Linked DNA regions of Sus scrofa: region 2 is linked to region 1. Evidence: chromatin contacts called from public HiChIP or PLAC-seq data. All regions are on one chromosome and are shown on one strand. Each heading gives the region's core, a stretch centred on a gene start, on an enhancer-like site or on the middle of the called end of the contact. The rest is flanking DNA. Distances are from core to core; before and after follow the strand shown.

The links. HiChIP or PLAC-seq counts read pairs in DNA pulled down with a chosen protein or histone mark.
Region 2: a contact with region 1 is called in an H3K27ac HiChIP or PLAC-seq map of alveolar macrophages. The contact joins two enhancer-like sites. A contact is called at or near these places in 1 of 47 Hi-C or Micro-C datasets (embryonic fibroblasts) and 1 of 2 datasets of contacts at active chromatin or transcription factors (alveolar macrophages).

Annotation. Positions count from the first base shown.
Region 1 is chr6:131,292,792-131,296,684 of Sscrofa11.1, reverse strand. No RefSeq gene overlaps it. Among named protein-coding and RNA genes, the nearest start is that of ADGRL2, 1.1 Mb to the left of the region's middle. Within about 2 kb of position 1,989, at least 1 of the 83 cell types and tissues checked has an H3K27ac peak or open chromatin away from gene starts, as enhancers often do. A contact at or near this core is called in alveolar macrophages, where this site is marked.
Region 2 is chr6:131,641,392-131,645,284 of Sscrofa11.1, reverse strand. No RefSeq gene overlaps it. Among named protein-coding and RNA genes, the nearest start is that of ADGRL2, 720 kb to the left of the region's middle. Within about 2 kb of position 1,689, at least 7 of the 83 cell types and tissues checked have an H3K27ac peak or open chromatin away from gene starts, as enhancers often do. A contact at or near this core is called in alveolar macrophages, where this site is marked.

The DNA of each region.
Region 1 (3,893 bases), core at 740-3,239:
GGAGAAGTGTGCACATTCTGAGAGATGTCTTGGGCAACTGTCTTCAATCCATGGCCAGCTAACTGATTGCCATGGCTGATCACTTGCAGTTCTATTTTTTTTGTGTGTGTGTCTTTTCTAGGGCCACACCTGCAGCATATGGAAGTTTCCAGGCTAGGGGTCCAATCGGAGCTGTAGCTGCCGGCCTACGCCAGGACCACAGCAACACGGGATCCGAGCCGCGTCTGCGACCTAAACCAAAAGCTCAGGGCAACACCGGATCCTTAACCCACTGAGTGAGTCCAGGGATGGAACCTGCAACCTCATGGTTCCTAGTCAGATTCGCTAACCACTGAGCCATGAATGGGAACTCCCTGTAGTTCCATTTGAATTAAGCATTCATGGTTCCTTTTCAACTTTTGTATATCCGTCTTCTGTGCTATATATCATACTACCTGTTAGAAAAATAATGGCAAGCCCAATTTTTCAAAAGAAATACTAACATCTTTATTTATGAGAATTCAAACTGAGAGAGAATGATATATACATACAAAAAGACAAGAAAGGAAAACATTTAAGTCTCTCAGACATTGTTAGTTTGTGTGTCCTTGGATAACTCGTATAATCCTTCTAATACTCAGTGTTTTTGTTAGTAGAGTGAGAATGGGTGGGGCAACCAGGAGGGAAAAGTAAGAAGCAGGAGATGATTGCAGCTACTGCTTCTTAAAGAAGGGACAGTAAATATTTATTGAGCACCTATTATAATAGACCAGACCCATTTCTTGGCACTTTTACACAGAGCATCTGATAATCCTCACAAGAGCACTGATAAATGTTCATTAATACAGATGAGTAGTGAGCTAATGAAGAAGTCTGGAGATGGCAGATTGGACATAAATATTTACATTGACTCCCATGAAACCCTACTAATATGATATTAAAGGGAATTTTTATTTTATTTTATATATTTTTAATTTTTATTATAGTTGATTTACAATGTTCCATCAATTTCTACTGTACAGCAAAGTGACCCAGTTATACATTTATATACCTTGTTTTTTTCACATTTATCCTCCATGTTCCCTCCCAAGTGATTAGATATAGTTCCCTGTGCCATACAGCAGGATCTCAAAGACATAAGAGGCACAAAAATAGACAACTCTTAAGTTTGAAAATTGGAAAAGAAATGAATAAGTGGTAACCGACATGGCAGAGTCCAGGAAGTTGCATCATAAATCAGCAGTGATACATTCTGACACAAAGATAAAGAAGAAATAGGAAAACAAGGGATCCAATGAACATTGGATTCAACTAAAGTGATACGTAAAGTGAATCTCCCAAGAAGAGAGACCCTACAGTAAAAGCTGTTCTGCACATTTAGGTTAAAGTGAGTCAGACGGCTACATGAATGGTTACTGCAAAAAGATGAAATAGATAGGATACGCAATGTGTTTTATTCATAGAAAGAGATTAGATGATTGGCAGAGAGTTTGATTTAGATCTGTGATAATTTAAAAAAAAATAAGCTAGCTATAAACAAGAAAATCATTAACTCTAGGAAAAATAGTAGGTTATGCAGGAAAGTAGATGATATCATGTATCATATGATTTAGGGATAAATTGCTTTGCATGGTTAAAATAAATGCTGAATGTGAATCTATACAAATTAGATGTCTACATTAAGAGAATGAAGGATTGAGACTGTGAATATGGTGGGACCCAGGGAGAGGGAGGAGATTGATAGAGTGAGATTCTCATCTGTCATTGCTGCAAGGCAATATCTAATGCCAAAGTCTGAAATTCAGCAATAAAGTGGATATCTCTGGGAGCAAGAAGCAAGGATGGTGGTGAGGAAGGAGGGGAAATGGATCTTTTTCAAAACAAGCCTTGTGGAAACATCTGACTCAAAACTATGTGATGTGTTAGTTTGATAAGAAGTCATATTACATAGAATTCTATTTTTGAATGTTGAATCGTTTCCAGCGTGATGCCATTGTGATTTGGAGATCTGGTGACACACTTTGGTATTCGTTATTGACACACATCCACAGAAATGCCATACATCAATATAGCACTAATGTTTACATTAGCATTTCTATGTAGGAAATTCCATGAAAGAGGCTGTGAATTTCTTAATTCTTCTATTGCAAAATGATGATTTCACAGATAAAACAATATGTTTATGCTTAGTATTGCCAAATATGCAACTCTGTTCTTTTAGAGGAAGCGTTTCAAGAAAAACATAGCTTTCAAAATGAGGGCTCAAATTGCAAGGATAGTTGGCAAAGCATCTTTTGGTCAGTTTTCTTTAAAAGAAGATTCTTTGGGTGCATCTAAACATGAAAAATAAGGTGTTGAAAACAGAATAACTCTTATTAGTACGGGAAAAAACAAATACCCTGTTTTATGTGCTGACAGTTCTAAAGATCTCATTGAAACTCAGGAAATTGTCCAGTAAGACTACAACTTTGTAAGAAGTTTAAAATTTTTTTAACCAGCTCATTGGATTTTCACAACTTTTCTTTCCACATTCCAGTTATGCAGCAATGGTACTTCTTGTACCTTGTAGAAATATAATACTGAAGCTTTGTTTCAGGATTTCCTGCTATGAAAATTCTTATCATACCTCAGTCTGATTTTATCACACTCCAGGACTACAGTCTTTCTTCTCTTCCACAGAATATTGTAGCCCTTTAAAGGCAACTAGGAAAGTACCATCCTGATTTTGATTTCCAGTGATTGCCTGTCTCTGAAGTGTTGTTCATCTCATATTCTTCCCCCCAAAATCTACCTTTTCCATTTGACTCTTCAACTTTTTCCTATTTTAAAAGGTCCAGCTTAATAATCTTTCATTCATAGATGACCATTTACTATTTCAGCTATAAATATCTTATTTCTTGTATTACTTCATACATTATTTTAAAGTTGTTTTGAGACTTCTCATGTCATACCATTAGATATTAATTTCTTAAGATAATAGTTTTCTATTATTTTTATCTTCTAAAACACAAAAAATAAGCTCTTTGAGGGTAGGGGCTATCTCCAGCATATTTTTATATGACTCCATGGTGCTTGCAAACAGTCAACATTAAATAAATTTTTATTTATCTTCATCATTTATTAGTAAATTTGCCAGACACCATCTGGGGACATAGCTGTGAATAAAAGAGACATCATCATTATGCTAATGGGAATTACAATCTACTGAGGAAAATGGATGTGTAACAAAAATAAGTAAAATTACACAGTACAAATGTGATGTACATGAAGCTTTAAGAGAATATAGTGTCAGGGTGTGAGAAAAAGCCTTCCTGAGGCTTGTGCTAATCTGTTAACTAACATAAAATATGCCTGGGCATATTGGGATGGAGATTTTCCACAAGGCCATGTCATGTGAAAAACATATGAGGCATTCAAGCAAATGAGACAAGGCCAGTGTGTCTAGGGTACAGTGGGGCAGAAGGTGAGAGAAGAGGATAGAAGGGGATAAGTTAAAGATGAATCTGGAAAGACAGGGGAAGACATGACTATGCAGTGTCTTATCAGTATAAGCAATGGGGTCCTACTGTAGAGCATAGGGAACCATATTCAGTCTTTTGGGACAGAATATGATGGATGATATTATGAGAAAAAGAATGTATATATATATGTGTGTGTGTGTGTGTTTGTGTGTGTATATAGTATGGCTGAGTCACTATGCTGTACAGGAGAAATTGACACACAACTGTAAATCAACTATAATAAAAATATTCTAACTTCTTAGGTCAAATATAAAGGAAACCCATTAAACTGTTTTAAACATTGGAAATATATGATTAGTCTTCAATTTTGAAAAATGTCCCTTAGTTGTAGATTGCAGGGCCTAGAAATGAACTTAAGGGAAGAAAAATTTAACAGATTATTGCAGTCAAGCA
Region 2 (3,893 bases), core at 440-2,939, 350 kb before region 1:
TGCATGAAACAAAGAAGTTATTTTTAACTGTCTTGAAAAATTTCTATTATTAATGAATTACTTTCAAAAACTTTAATCACGGAAGAGGTCATTTAAGTGGATAGAAAACACTTCCAAATCAAACAACACGGACATTTATTGAAATTGGCAACTTCATACAAGTGTTTGGTTTCTAAACAGTCAGACCATTTTTCTGAATGTGTGTATTGCCTAAAATGCTTGAAGAGGGAAAAAAATGAATGATAAGGAAAAGAAGAATGAAAGGAAAAAAACTCAATTATTAGGAAAAAAGGGATAAAAATGATGAGATATGAAATTTCTTTAGCTCTATTTTGTGTCATTGTTAATCATTTCAGATCTTCTAGAATTGATTTGGTCCATTTGGTTTGGTACTGTTTTACCTGTAATTTTGCAGTCTGATGAATATTTATGCCTAATAAAAATAATCTTCATCTTCATTTATGCCTAATAAAAATAACCTTCGATGATTCATTTTAATACTATTGAAAATAGAAAACAAGCTCCATCTCAGCTAATAGTGTTTTGGGTTAACATAATTTAATTGCACTAGTCATTCTGATTTTTATAATGGTTGTTTCTGAGATTTGTACTTATTTTTAGAAATTGGTTTTTAGAGACATAGTCTCTTAAATCTCCTCTATATAATCAAATTTTACCAGAACTAAGGTTATTTTTTCTTAGTTTTAAATTTGCCACTCAATATGATATTTAGAATGAAACATTATCACAGGGATTGTTTTTATTTAGTTCCTCTAAAAGTGAGAAGGGTAAAATAACATGAATAGTATTCCTCACACCAATACAATAATGTATAGTTTTTGAAGTACTTTAACCGGTTATCTCAATTAATATTTACAATAACACAAGTAGGGATAATAGTTTCAAGTAAGCGAAAGTATTTTTCAGTAATTAGAAACTGAAAAATACCCTTGGAGTTCTGACCACATTATTAAATTATATACCTCTTAAGGTTGAAACAATTATTGTCCCCATTTTATAGATGAAGAAACAGAAGCTTGGAGGAATTGGGTAATTTAATCAAGGTCAGGAGGCAGTGAGTGTCAGAGTTTGAATTTGAACCCAAGTCCCCCTGATTCCGGAGTTTAAGATTTCAAACTTTACCTCAAGCTGTCTTTTTTGAGATCAGTTCACCCAACTTTATTTTTTAAAAAGCCTTTATTTTTTAAAAGCAGTTTTAGGTTTGCAATAAACATGAAAGAAAAAATACAGTGATTTCCTATATACTCCTTGCCTCCACATATGCATAGATAGCCCCCCTCATTGTCAACATCACTTGCTGGAATTTTTTTTTTTTTTCCTATTTAGAGCTGCATCCATGGCATGTGGAGGTTCCCAGGCTAGGGGTCGAATCAGAGCTACAGCTGCCAGCCTATGCCACAGCTCACGGCAACACTGGATGCTTAACCCACTGAGCAAGGCCAGGAATGGGACCCGCAGTCTCATGGTTCCTAGTCAGATTCGTTTCCACTGCGCCAAGACAGGAACTCCTAGAATTTTTTTTTTTTTTTAACCAAGAATGAACCCACACTAATACATCATAATCACCCAAAGTCCGCAATTTACCCTAGGGCTTACTCTTGGTTTTGTACATTCTATGAGTTTGGGCCAATGCATAATGACACATATTCATCATTTTAACGTCATACAGAGTATTTTCACTTCCCTAAAAATTGTCTGTACTCTGCCTGTTCATCCCTCCTACCCCTTTACCTCTTACCCTTTACCCCTTACCTCTGGAAACCAATGAGCTTTCTATTATCTTCATAGTTTTGCCTTTTCCAGAAGGTCATATAGCTGGAATTGTATGGTAGTTTTCCTTCTCAGATTGCTTTCTTTCTCTTAGTGATATGCATTTGTTTCCTCTATGTCTTTTCATGGTTTGAGAGCTCATTTTTTTTTAAGCACTAAATAATATTCCATTGTCTGGTTAGAGCACAGTTTATTTATCCATTCATCTACTGAAGGACATTTTGGTTGCTTCCAAGTTTTGGCAATTATAAACAAAGCTGCTATAAATATACAAGTGCTTTGTGTGTGTGTGTGTGTGTGGACATAAGCATTGAGCTCCTTTGGACAAAAGCCAAGGAGCATGACTGCTGGATGCCAAGAATATGTTCAGTTCTGTAAGAAACTGCCAAACTGTCTTCTGAGATGGCTGTAGCATTTTGCAATCTCACCAGCAACATATGAGTTTCACATCCTCATCACTATTTGGTGTGGTCAATGTTCTGGATTTTCTCCATTCTAATGTGTATATAACTCTGTCGTTTTTTTAAAGATGAACTGAATCCCAGAGGGGCAAAATGTTTGGGACCATGGGGCTTGATGTTAGATAGCTGATGCTGCTGGATTCCTGTGGCTACATTGCTCTCTCACTTGTACGACTCTATACATGGTTCGCTGCACAGCTGAAGTAGTTACTTAATTCAACGGATTTGATAATTAATGGCAACTAGAGATGATTTCTTACCTGCACTTGATGAATGAGATATTTCAGAGCTAACAGCACTATAGATTTATTCTCCAGCTCAGGTGGGATGCGAGCTTGCCGTGATCACTCGGCCACATGGATCAAATCATACTTTCTAAACGCCATTCCCCCTTGATGTGCTATCCCTTTACCTACACTGATCAATGGGCTTCTGGTTATAAAGACAGGATTGGAAGTGGATTCTTTGATATCTCTTGATGATTTCAAAAGCATTAAAGGCTATCACCCCCTTTGTGGGGCCCTGGGCTAAGGGTGATGGAATGGTGCACATTCTGATAGCTGGCGAAGGCCAGTCCTGACCTTTCTTTGCTGTTTCTTGAATGAGATTTTCAAGTAGATAGAGACAAATAGCTTTTCACATCTATGACACACTTCAGGAGGATCACAGGGGAGCTGACCCTGAGGGAGGAATAGCAACAATGATCCTTGAAGAATGAAAGAGGACAAATGTAAAGAATTAAGGAGAGGAGGATGGCAAGATGGGAAGGGATGCCGCCACGATTAGTTAAGCCAAGTCCTCTTATATTCAATTGAGGAACTTTTCCTGTCTCTACATGTTTTTTGGTTTTTGTCTTTTCTGAGAGAAGGTATATGACAGCATAAAAATGGCATGGGGGTATTGGTGGGCTCATAAAACCCATTCCCAAATGGACTAGGATGATTTTTTGGCCTCTCAAAAGTTGCTAGGAATGGCTATAAAAGAGATGGCAGATGGGAATTATTTAGAGTATGAGTGGTTCTTAGCTATTAATTCATCGACTGAACTCCCTTTTGAAATTTGGATAAGAGAATGGGATTTTTTTTTCCCAATGAAAATGAACGTATGTCCCTACCCCATTTTTAAAACATACCACCTTAGGTTTACAGTCTTCCTGAAGTTATCCCTGAACTCCTGAATCCTGTTAAAGAATCCATGGTTTAGACAGATTTCATAAGGAGAGAGAGAAAGCATGAGAATATGGGTGAGTTTTAGATAAGTAGAGAGATACATGGACGGTGTACTCTATAAAATTGGTGAAGTAAGATGATGGTTGAGCTAAGAGTTTTTCCTCTAGCTCAGCCTCTACCTTTTTATTGTGCTCCTCCTTAGAGGGTCAGTCACCTTGGTCTAGATTTATGTCCTTCATCAACCATTCCTTCCTTTTCTTTCCTGATTCACCTCTGAAGCTCAGAACTGCCAGGAATAAGCAGTCAGACTAGAAATGCCTTGGAGCCTAATAGCTACTTGTGCCAGCTATGGCAGTAAAATGGTTACAGCAACTTAAGTTTCCCATGAATGTGTACTCAGGTTTTACTGAACAGCCCATATTTTAGACAAAACTTCTTGAACTTTAATGTGCCTGTGTCTCCCTGGGGATCC